Linked DNA regions of Sus scrofa: regions 1 and 2 are each linked to region 3. A link is a contact called in public Hi-C and HiChIP or PLAC-seq data. All regions are on one chromosome and are shown on one strand. Each heading gives the region's core, a stretch centred on a gene start, on an enhancer-like site or on the middle of the called end of the contact. The rest is flanking DNA. Distances are from core to core; before and after follow the strand shown. Region 1 has its middle 200 kb from the start of FOXN3. Region 2 has its middle 150 kb from the start of FOXN3. Region 3 overlaps EFCAB11 (EF-hand calcium-binding domain-containing protein 11).

What was found. Hi-C and Micro-C count contacts between places; a contact is called where the count stands out from the background. HiChIP or PLAC-seq counts read pairs in DNA pulled down with a chosen protein or histone mark.
Region 1: an H3K27ac HiChIP or PLAC-seq map of skeletal muscle shows a contact between it and region 3, with 4 times the contacts expected there. The contact joins two enhancer-like sites. A contact is called at or near these places in 6 of 47 Hi-C or Micro-C datasets (embryonic fibroblasts, fibroblasts, psoas muscle and 2 more) and 2 of 2 datasets of contacts at active chromatin or transcription factors (alveolar macrophages and skeletal muscle).
Region 2: a contact with region 3 is called in a Hi-C map of skeletal muscle, with 6 times the contacts expected there. The contact joins two enhancer-like sites. A contact is called at or near these places in 3 of 47 Hi-C or Micro-C datasets (embryonic fibroblasts and skeletal muscle).

Annotation. Positions count from the first base shown.
Region 1 is chr7:111,535,011-111,537,951 of Sscrofa11.1, forward strand. No RefSeq gene overlaps it. Among named protein-coding and RNA genes, the nearest start is that of FOXN3, 200 kb to the left of the region's middle. Within about 2 kb of position 1,546, at least 76 of the 83 cell types and tissues checked have an H3K27ac peak or open chromatin away from gene starts, as enhancers often do. A contact at or near this core is called in retroperitoneal adipose tissue and skeletal muscle, where this site is marked.
Region 2 is chr7:111,493,866-111,496,565 of Sscrofa11.1, forward strand. No RefSeq gene overlaps it. Among named protein-coding and RNA genes, the nearest start is that of FOXN3, 150 kb to the left of the region's middle. Within about 2 kb of position 1,381, at least 10 of the 83 cell types and tissues checked have an H3K27ac peak or open chromatin away from gene starts, as enhancers often do. A contact at or near this core is called in skeletal muscle, where this site is marked.
Region 3 is chr7:111,729,338-111,732,090 of Sscrofa11.1, forward strand. All of the region lies in intron 5 of EFCAB11 (EF-hand calcium-binding domain-containing protein 11), which reads right to left. Among named protein-coding and RNA genes, the nearest start is that of EFCAB11, 36 kb to the right of the region's middle. Within about 2 kb of position 1,319, at least 12 of the 83 cell types and tissues checked have an H3K27ac peak or open chromatin away from gene starts, as enhancers often do. A contact at or near this core is called in retroperitoneal adipose tissue and skeletal muscle, where this site is marked.

The sequences.
Region 1 (2,941 bases), core at 296-2,795, 190 kb before region 3:
AGTACTTAGGTCTGCATAGTGTTATACCTTCTTTTTTCTTCAGTTAGTGCTAAACATAAAACCATTATTTTCAGATCCTTGATCTAGCTTTCAGAATTTATCCTCTACTCTTCACCATGTGAAATAAAAGTTCTGTTTTGACACCAGGGAAAAATACAGAAACACACATATTTACACACAAATATAAATTATATGATCATTTGCCCAACACAATTACATTTCCAAGTGAAAAAGTATGTGAAAGTGGCTTTCTAAGAGATGAAGCATTCCGGCAAAATGCAAAATAAAAAAGTTCCAAGTGAATGATCCTTTAGGGTAGAAAAAGGTTAGCTGTGAATACGCTTGTGAAATATACTGTGGAGGATTCTCATTCTGAGATTATGATCGTTCTTGCCTCCAGGTTCAAGTGTTGCTCAATCAGCAAGGTGCTCAATTCACAGTGATTGCGGCGCATTTCCTCGTTGATCAGGAAAATGCGTAATCTCAGCCTAGACACATTTACCATAAAAATGAATATACGAAATAGGATTTTTGATTTAAATTTTCCAGTTGCAGCATATCGAGAAAAATATATGCAAGAGAAGATTCTGTTTGAAAAGCTCTAATTCAAATAAGTCCAAAAAGAACACATCTCTATGTACCTAACGCTGTCTTGCCATTAGATAGCAAGCTTTTCTCGCTCAGAGCCCTTGTCAATTTGATTAAACTCACAAACACGTGGCTGACTCCGCCCCTTTTAAAAATACTCTCTAGCCGAGCCGGAGGATGACTGAGAAGCATGTGGCTTTGTTTCTGTGAGTGGGTCCTTTAACAGAGCAATCAGAACACACAACACTAGCTAGAGGCGAATACGTTTAAATTTAATACCCCACAACTGAATTGCCCAAACGCAGATCATTGCAGAGAGGAATTCAGAAGAATGCAAATTCAAGTCCAGAATCCAGAATACCCTTCCAGCCATGGGCATTTTCAGTTTAAAAATGGGCCTCATGAAATATGATACTTATTTGTAGTGTCGTTTTAAAAGGCTAATTTTGGAAGCCGCTCTGTTTTCTGCATATTCTCTTTCCAAGATTAAAGATCCTTCAGGTGAAACACTTGATAGAAAAGAACGGGACCCTGGGTGTGTGTGTGTGTGTGTGTGTACACACATGTACGTGTCTCTTGCAACGGTAGAGGAAAAAAGGTCCAATGAAATTCCAAAACAGTTAATTCAGCCTAGACCTGGCCCGGATGACCAACTCTGTCCTCACGAGACAGCCAGGCCGTTAGCTGGCCCAGGCGGCTGGGAAGCGAGTGGGGACCAAGCGGCCTTGCAGCCCGGCGGCCACGCTTACAGATGGCGCAGGTCCCCGCCGGACCGAAGCTGGAGCTGGCGGTGGGGTGGGGGAAGGTCGCCCCGCAGCTCACGCGGGGCCCAGAGCCCTAGCTTCCTGCAGGTTCCGCCGGCGTCCGGCGGGGCGGACGCGCTACCATAGCAACGGCGGCCCGCCCCCCGCTTCCCGGCGCCGCCGCGCCACGCAGGGTGGGATGGGGCGGGGCGGCCGTTGCTAGGAAACCGGCGGCGGCCTTCCGCCTCCGCGGCGCAGTCTCTAGGCTTCCACCCTTCACCTACTTCAGCCCAGCCCGGAGGGAAGTGGGGGAGGGTCGGAGCGGCGGGCGAGGAGCTACATGGTGGCCCAGGGCCCGGGCCGTCCTCCTTTGAGGTCGACCCTTCCGGCCGGGAAGACGTCCTCTCTTCATTTGGCTTGTGTCCTGTGCCCGCAGAGGAGAAATGAACGGAAACACTTCGGCATTGCCTCTCCCGGGACTGGCTGTGTAAGGACAGTGACGTCCCCAAACTCCGCTGAGGACCTTTATCCGCCTTCTGAAAGGAACCCTTTTTTGAGCTTTACTAGGTCGAGGAGCAATGTTAAGCACTTGGCATACATGAACTCATTTTCTGTGCTGTGAAGCAGGAGCTAGTACCTTCATTTGAACATGAATAAAATGTGGCTACGGTCGGAGAACCGGTTGGCGTGGAGCCAGAATTTGATGTCCAGTCTTGCTTAACTTCAAGGTCCCTGCTTTTTTTTTAAATAGTTAAGTGTCCTCCGTCAGCTGCCTCTTGGCTAGCACATCGTCCCGTCCTTTGCCATCCAACCAACACACCAACTGGGACACGCTGTCTGGAAATGGTCTGACAAGGAGATGGAGAAGCTGAAATCGAGGTTGTCCAGAAAACCTGGCACATAGAGTTTACACTGATTTATCATCGATAATTTACAGATGTCCCAGTCTGTAATGTAGCAAGGGAGTTGCAACTTAGGGTTCTCAGATTCTTACTAAAGGAAGAGAATCTAAACCAAAGAATTTGCCAAAATCCAGATCAACTTGTTGTGTGTATCCCATGGTGGGCTACGTATTGTGGGAGATTAAAAGATTTCCCCCCCCCAAACAGGGCCTGTGCACAGAGAGTTTATTTGCTATTAGGAAACTGTCTTGTTTTGTCTTGATTCTTGATTGTGCAAGTAATTTATTAAGGACAAGCTTCCAGAAGACACAAATAAGGGAAGCAGAATAGGGCAGGAGGATAAGGCAAGCAAGGCAGGAATGTAAGGTCAAGTTCCAGCCTCAGCTTGATCCAGAGGCAGCTGTGGGGCACAAATTACACAGAGAGTTGCTCGGCCCTGAAGCAAGGGAGCTGGGTTTTTACACCCCTGCTCTTACCAGCCCCTGGCGATGGGCCTTCCTGAACACCCAACACTTCCAGGGTGAGTCTAGGTGAAGGGACTCTAATAGATTAAGGGTAGTTCTTTGAAGGCTGGAGGTGTGAGCCATTAGGAGAGAAGCACCCGGAAGCTAGAGGATGGGGACGGTGAACAAGTAAAGGGGGTCTGAGAGGGTTTGGGCAAAGTACCAAAAGCATACACTACAGTCCACCCCTTGCAGCATTCAGATT
Region 2 (2,700 bases), core at 131-2,630, 240 kb before region 3:
AACTGAAGTATAGTTGATTTACAATATTATATTAGTTTCAGATGTACAGCATAGTGATTCCCTATATTTATAGATTATACTCCATTTAAAGTTATTACCAGATAATGGCTATAACTCCCTGTGTTATACAATGTGTCTTTGTTGCTTATCTATTTGACACACAGTAGTTTGTATATCAATCCCCTACCCTTCCTTTGTCCCTTCTCTCTCCCCTCTCCCTTCAGGCGACCACGAGTTTGTTCTCTTTATCTGCGAGTCTGTTTCTGTTTTGCATACATTCGTTTGTATTGTTTTTTAGTTTGCACACGTAAGTGATATCATACATTATTTGACTGGCTGCCCTGAATGTAAACTTCAACCATGAATTATAAGGGCTATGTGAGGCTAATTATTCATTGTATTGTATTGTATGTATTTTTTGCTTTTTAGGGTTGCATGTGTGACATATGGAAGTTCCCAGGCTAGGGGTCGAATCAGAGCTGCAGCTGCTGGCCTACATCACAGCCACCGCAATGCCAGATCCTTAACCCATGGAGCGAGGCCAGGGATGGAACCTGCATCCTCATGGATACTAGTCCAGTTCATTTTTGCTAAGCCACAATGGCAACTCCTAAGTATTCATTTTAAAGAGGTGCTAATTAAAAATCATGTGAGGAATATATCATTTTGATTAAATCATATCCACAAAATTGAAAATTCCACAAAGAAACTGATTTTTAAAATGTTGCATTTAGTAATTTCAAGAAATTGGATTTCAAAGCCACACCTGACTCTGAAATGGCCTCTACAGTAGCACTTCCTTTAAAAAAAATTTTTTTTTTTTGTTACAAGTGAAGAATAAGTGTTTGCGTTCTGACTATAATCAGTATTTCAATGGAGTGGAGATATTTTAGTGCCTTCAGTGGGCATTTATCTTCTTGCCGTCAGCACAATAGAACAAAAATGTACCCATATTAGCATTAATAATACAACCAAGTCCATTATGCAGACTTTCTTGTCAGTTAAATTTGTTGCAGGCTCAGTTTTGGATTCAATTTCATACATTTAGAAGTACTTTTGCTGTCAAGCAAATTTTTGTTTTATCATTTTAATTTTGAAGAGTTTTTTTTCTTTCTTTCTTTTCTTTTTTTTCTTTTTTTTTCTTTTTTTTTTTTTTTTTTGGCTCTCCTGTGTCTAAATTACCTTTTTAGATGTTGGCAAATGGTTCTTCCCCACTGATATAGGAAGGATTTGATTTGGCAAACTCAGATATTTTCCCTAGGATGTGAATAGAGTTAATTTTAACAGAGCTGTTTCATTTTAACAACCTCAACTTGCACAGCGCATGTCCTGCCAAACAGCTTTGTGTATGATCGCCGACTGATGTCAGCGCGGTTCTAGAAATAGTATTTGATAGTTAACAGCTGCCACAGAGCCAGAAGGGGAACACGAGACATTGTGTTGCAGGAGGGTTTCTGAAACGAGCGGCTATTGTTTTTTTTTTTTTTATTTATTTATTTGATTTCTTGACAACAGGAGAGTTTTAGATCCCAGATAGAGGCTTTTTAAAAAGACGGATGTTCCTAAAGAGGTCAGGCAGATCCGAGGACCTCGCCGTGATACACCATGGAAATATTCTGCTCTGAAATAGTCTTGGATTCATCTCCTAGAGCTTTTAGTCATTTTGCCATGTTGTAGATGTTCCACGTATAGGACACAAAAGTGTTGCTTTCGGTTGAGCGTTGGCAAACCTTTTCTTTAAAGAGCCAGATAGTAAATATTCCAGGCTTTCTGGGCCGTGCAATCTCTATGGCACCTATCCAGTTCGGCTGTTACCAGGACGAAAGCGGCCAAAATGCAAACAGATAGGAGGGGCTGTGTTCCAATAAAACTTTATTTACAAAACCAGCAGTGGGACGGAGTTGGCCGTAGCTGGAGGGTTTCCGCTCTTGCTTTGAATAAGTAGTGGGCATATGCCTCACATTTCTATGCAGCGTTCCATAAAGGTTAAAGGTACCCACTCCCTCTTACGGGCTTATGAATCAAGTTCCACGTGGACCCCCCGTGGAAACACGTGCAGTTCTTTTATGGCCGCGGAGGGGTACTTCATTACACACGTATGTGTGCTCTACAGCCACTCTAATAATGGTTTGAGAGTAATGTGAGCAATAGATATGCTTTTATGAACTGAGAGGATAAAGATCATGATCTCTGGTGCACAATGAACCTGATTTTTCCTCCCTTTCTTATTTTATTTAAGTTAATATCACCCTTAAAGTTTGAATTATCCTGCAAAAAGGCAGGCTCATTAACGCCGGTTCAGCTTGTGCATCATCTTAATGGGACATATTTTGTAATGATGTGAATCACAAAACAGTTCTGTGCTCCAAATGACCTGCATGTTTCACTGAAGTCACTGCAAGGAGTGCATATGAGAAAGAAAAAGGGTTTTATTATTTAAAGATACCTTACACTAGGGAAAAAAAAAATCTGAGAAAGAAAAATTAAAGCACGGTCTAAAAAAAGAAAACCAAAGAATATGTTGGTTGCAAAATGTTATCTCAAAAGCCTTTCTACAGTCTCCCTGTGCCCACCACGTTCAGCCATGAACTGACTACCATGAAAATTACCAATTTGACCGTGTACAAAGATGGGGGGAAAGGTAAAAATGCCTTACACTTACATTTTTCGGTATTCACGAATCACAGTTGTTCTAGAAAT
Region 3 (2,753 bases), core at 69-2,568:
GATGAACAAACTCTTAGTAACGCCTTTGCTATCCTACCTTTTGGAAATCTCATACTTGCGTCTCCAGTCTTACACGTTTAGGCAGATTCACACCAACAAGTCAATATCCCCAAGGATAGACAGGCAAATAGCTGAAAACCAGATCTATCTGAGTAGCTCTTTTACGAGTCTGAGTCTGCAAAATCCTTGTGAAATGTTACAACCTAGAAATATCTCTTCATTAGTGGAGCACGAGGCATTACCGGACACAAAGAGGACTTCCTGCCCTAAAGCCCTGGCTAAGTCCAGGGGTATCGTGTGGGGCTCAAAAACAACTGAGTCACCGTCTCTGCCTCAAAGGAGGGAAGTGTCGGGAAAACACCACCTAACAAACCCTCGGGATCTCATCTTTCACCAACTCTGGGGAAAAGTGATTACTATTCCCATTTTACAAGCTGGGAAAACTGAGCTCTAAAGAACTGATACAGGGAGTTCCCTGGTGGCCTAACAGTTAAGGATCCAGTGTTGCCATCTGGTGACGTGTGGCTCAGATCACTGCCGTGGCGCAGATTCGATCCCTGGCCCGGAAATTTCCATGTGCCATGAGTGTAGCCAAAAAAAATAGATGTAAGTGACCAAGGGGCGGTTATGAAATATGTAGGGAAATTCAAACCTGCTCTAGGGTTTTAAATTTCCTGACTTCCTGAATTGACAGGCAGTCTTTATCTAGGTGAAAGGAAGATTATTTAAATTTAAATAGTCTTTATAATATCATAAAAGTCAGTTCTAGGATTATCTGTTAAAAACATTTTTTCGACTTTGTTTCTTTTTTACTTTTTTTTACTTTTTAAAACTCTGATAGCTTTCCATAGCATATTCTATGTTTGGAAGATTGAAACAAGTCAGAAGAAAACTTCAATGGGATAATAAAATCATAAAATGCTATTACTTAGGTGCTTTAGCCAGTGTAAAATTTAAAAGTATAACTAAGTAAGGCCTTTTTTTTTTTTTAAGACTAGTACAAGTAACATCTTTGGTTAGATCTGACTGATGGATCCAGACCTTTGACGTCTTAACTCCAAGTCCTCTGTTTTTCTGGCCGCATCTCCAGGACACATTCAGGCAACAGACTATCGCTCTACGGGACTTGTTAGGCACTAAAAAACAAAGGCTTAAACAAACCTAGTCCACAAAAAGCACATTAATAGTTAAAAAAAAAAAAAGTAGTAATAATACAAAATAGTACTTCTTAGCTCTAAATTCCACACCTAAATAGACCCAGGAATACGGCACTAGCACACAGTATTGGCCTCACTTCTGTTCCCCAGCCAGCAGGCTACGGGCGAGTTCCAGAATGGAGCCGGGAGTTACACAACTATGCCATCTCCGACAGGCAAATCCTATGGGAGCCAATGACATATGTACAGAAGTTTACTAGAAATGTACTCTGCCGTCCATCAGAGATACTCGGTTTAGTTCCTAAATTTAGAAGGTGCAATAATTTGGGCATACGTTTTTGGTACTAATTTTTCAAAAACTAATAAGACAACATTTATTAAGAAAGGCTCTGGGCTAACTTCCTCTCCTTTCAGTTAATTTCTTATCAGAATTTTTAGCACCACCAACTGGCTAAAGAGACCAACTACAAATGTGCTTGGCTCTCAGTGGGCTTTGTTCATTAAAAGAAGATCATATAGATATTTCACGTTTAATTTATGGTAAAGCAATTTATTTCAATCACTAAATAAAATTAGAAATGCCTTTCCTTGTCAGTCAAATAAAAAATAATCCACTTTGGCTTTTTCACTTAAGAAGAAGGTATGTTTTGCTTAGTAAGTTATTAGAGAAAACTAAATCTACCCACTAAAGCTAATTTGATTTATTCTACCATAAGCTCACACTAAAAAGCAAAGACTAAGAACTAAATGAAAATTAGAAAGTAAGAGAGAGATAGCAACTAAGTGGTATTGAATACTATGCTTGCCTACAGTGTCCACAAAAGACATTAATTTAATTGGAACTAAAAATGATTGAGGAGGCAATTTCACATTTAAAAATTTTTGAGGAGTTTTTGTTGTGGCTTAATGGTAACAAACCAAATTAGTATCCATGAGGACGAGGGTTTGATCCCTGGCCCTGCTCAGTGGGTTAAGGATCCAGCATTGCCGTGAGCTGTGGTATAGGTCACAGATGCAGCTCTGATCCAGCACTGCTGTGGCTGTGATGTAGGCTGGCAGCTGTAGCTCTGATTGGACCCCTAGCCTGGGAACTTCCATATGCCATGAGTGTGGCCCTAAAAAGAAAATAAATAAATAAATAAATTTTTATCTTTTTTTCATCAAGATTCCTGACTCAGAGATGGATGCTGATATATGAACATGTGAATATGTACTGCCATTGCGCTTTCCCTCCTATTTAACTGAGACCCATCTAGCAATGGATGCCAGTGTAGAGACAGCACAACTGAACCATAGGGGCTCATCTGATTTCTGTACATCAGCTTGTGGAAATAAGTATTCCTGAAGAACTAGGTCCAATTTTTTTTCCCCCAAACAACCGATCTGTGGATAGAAGGTGTCTATGAAAAGGATATCCGGCCACTTGTCATGCCGAACTGGTAACCAGCAGAATGAATGGCACCACACTCTAACAAATTGGGTCACTAAAAGAAACTTCTCTAGTAGACAACGCGCAAGAAAGGAAAAGAAAGTTTCACCCAATTGATTCAAGTTGACTCTGATAACAGAGTTCTGTTAAAAGCTTTCTGACAGAGT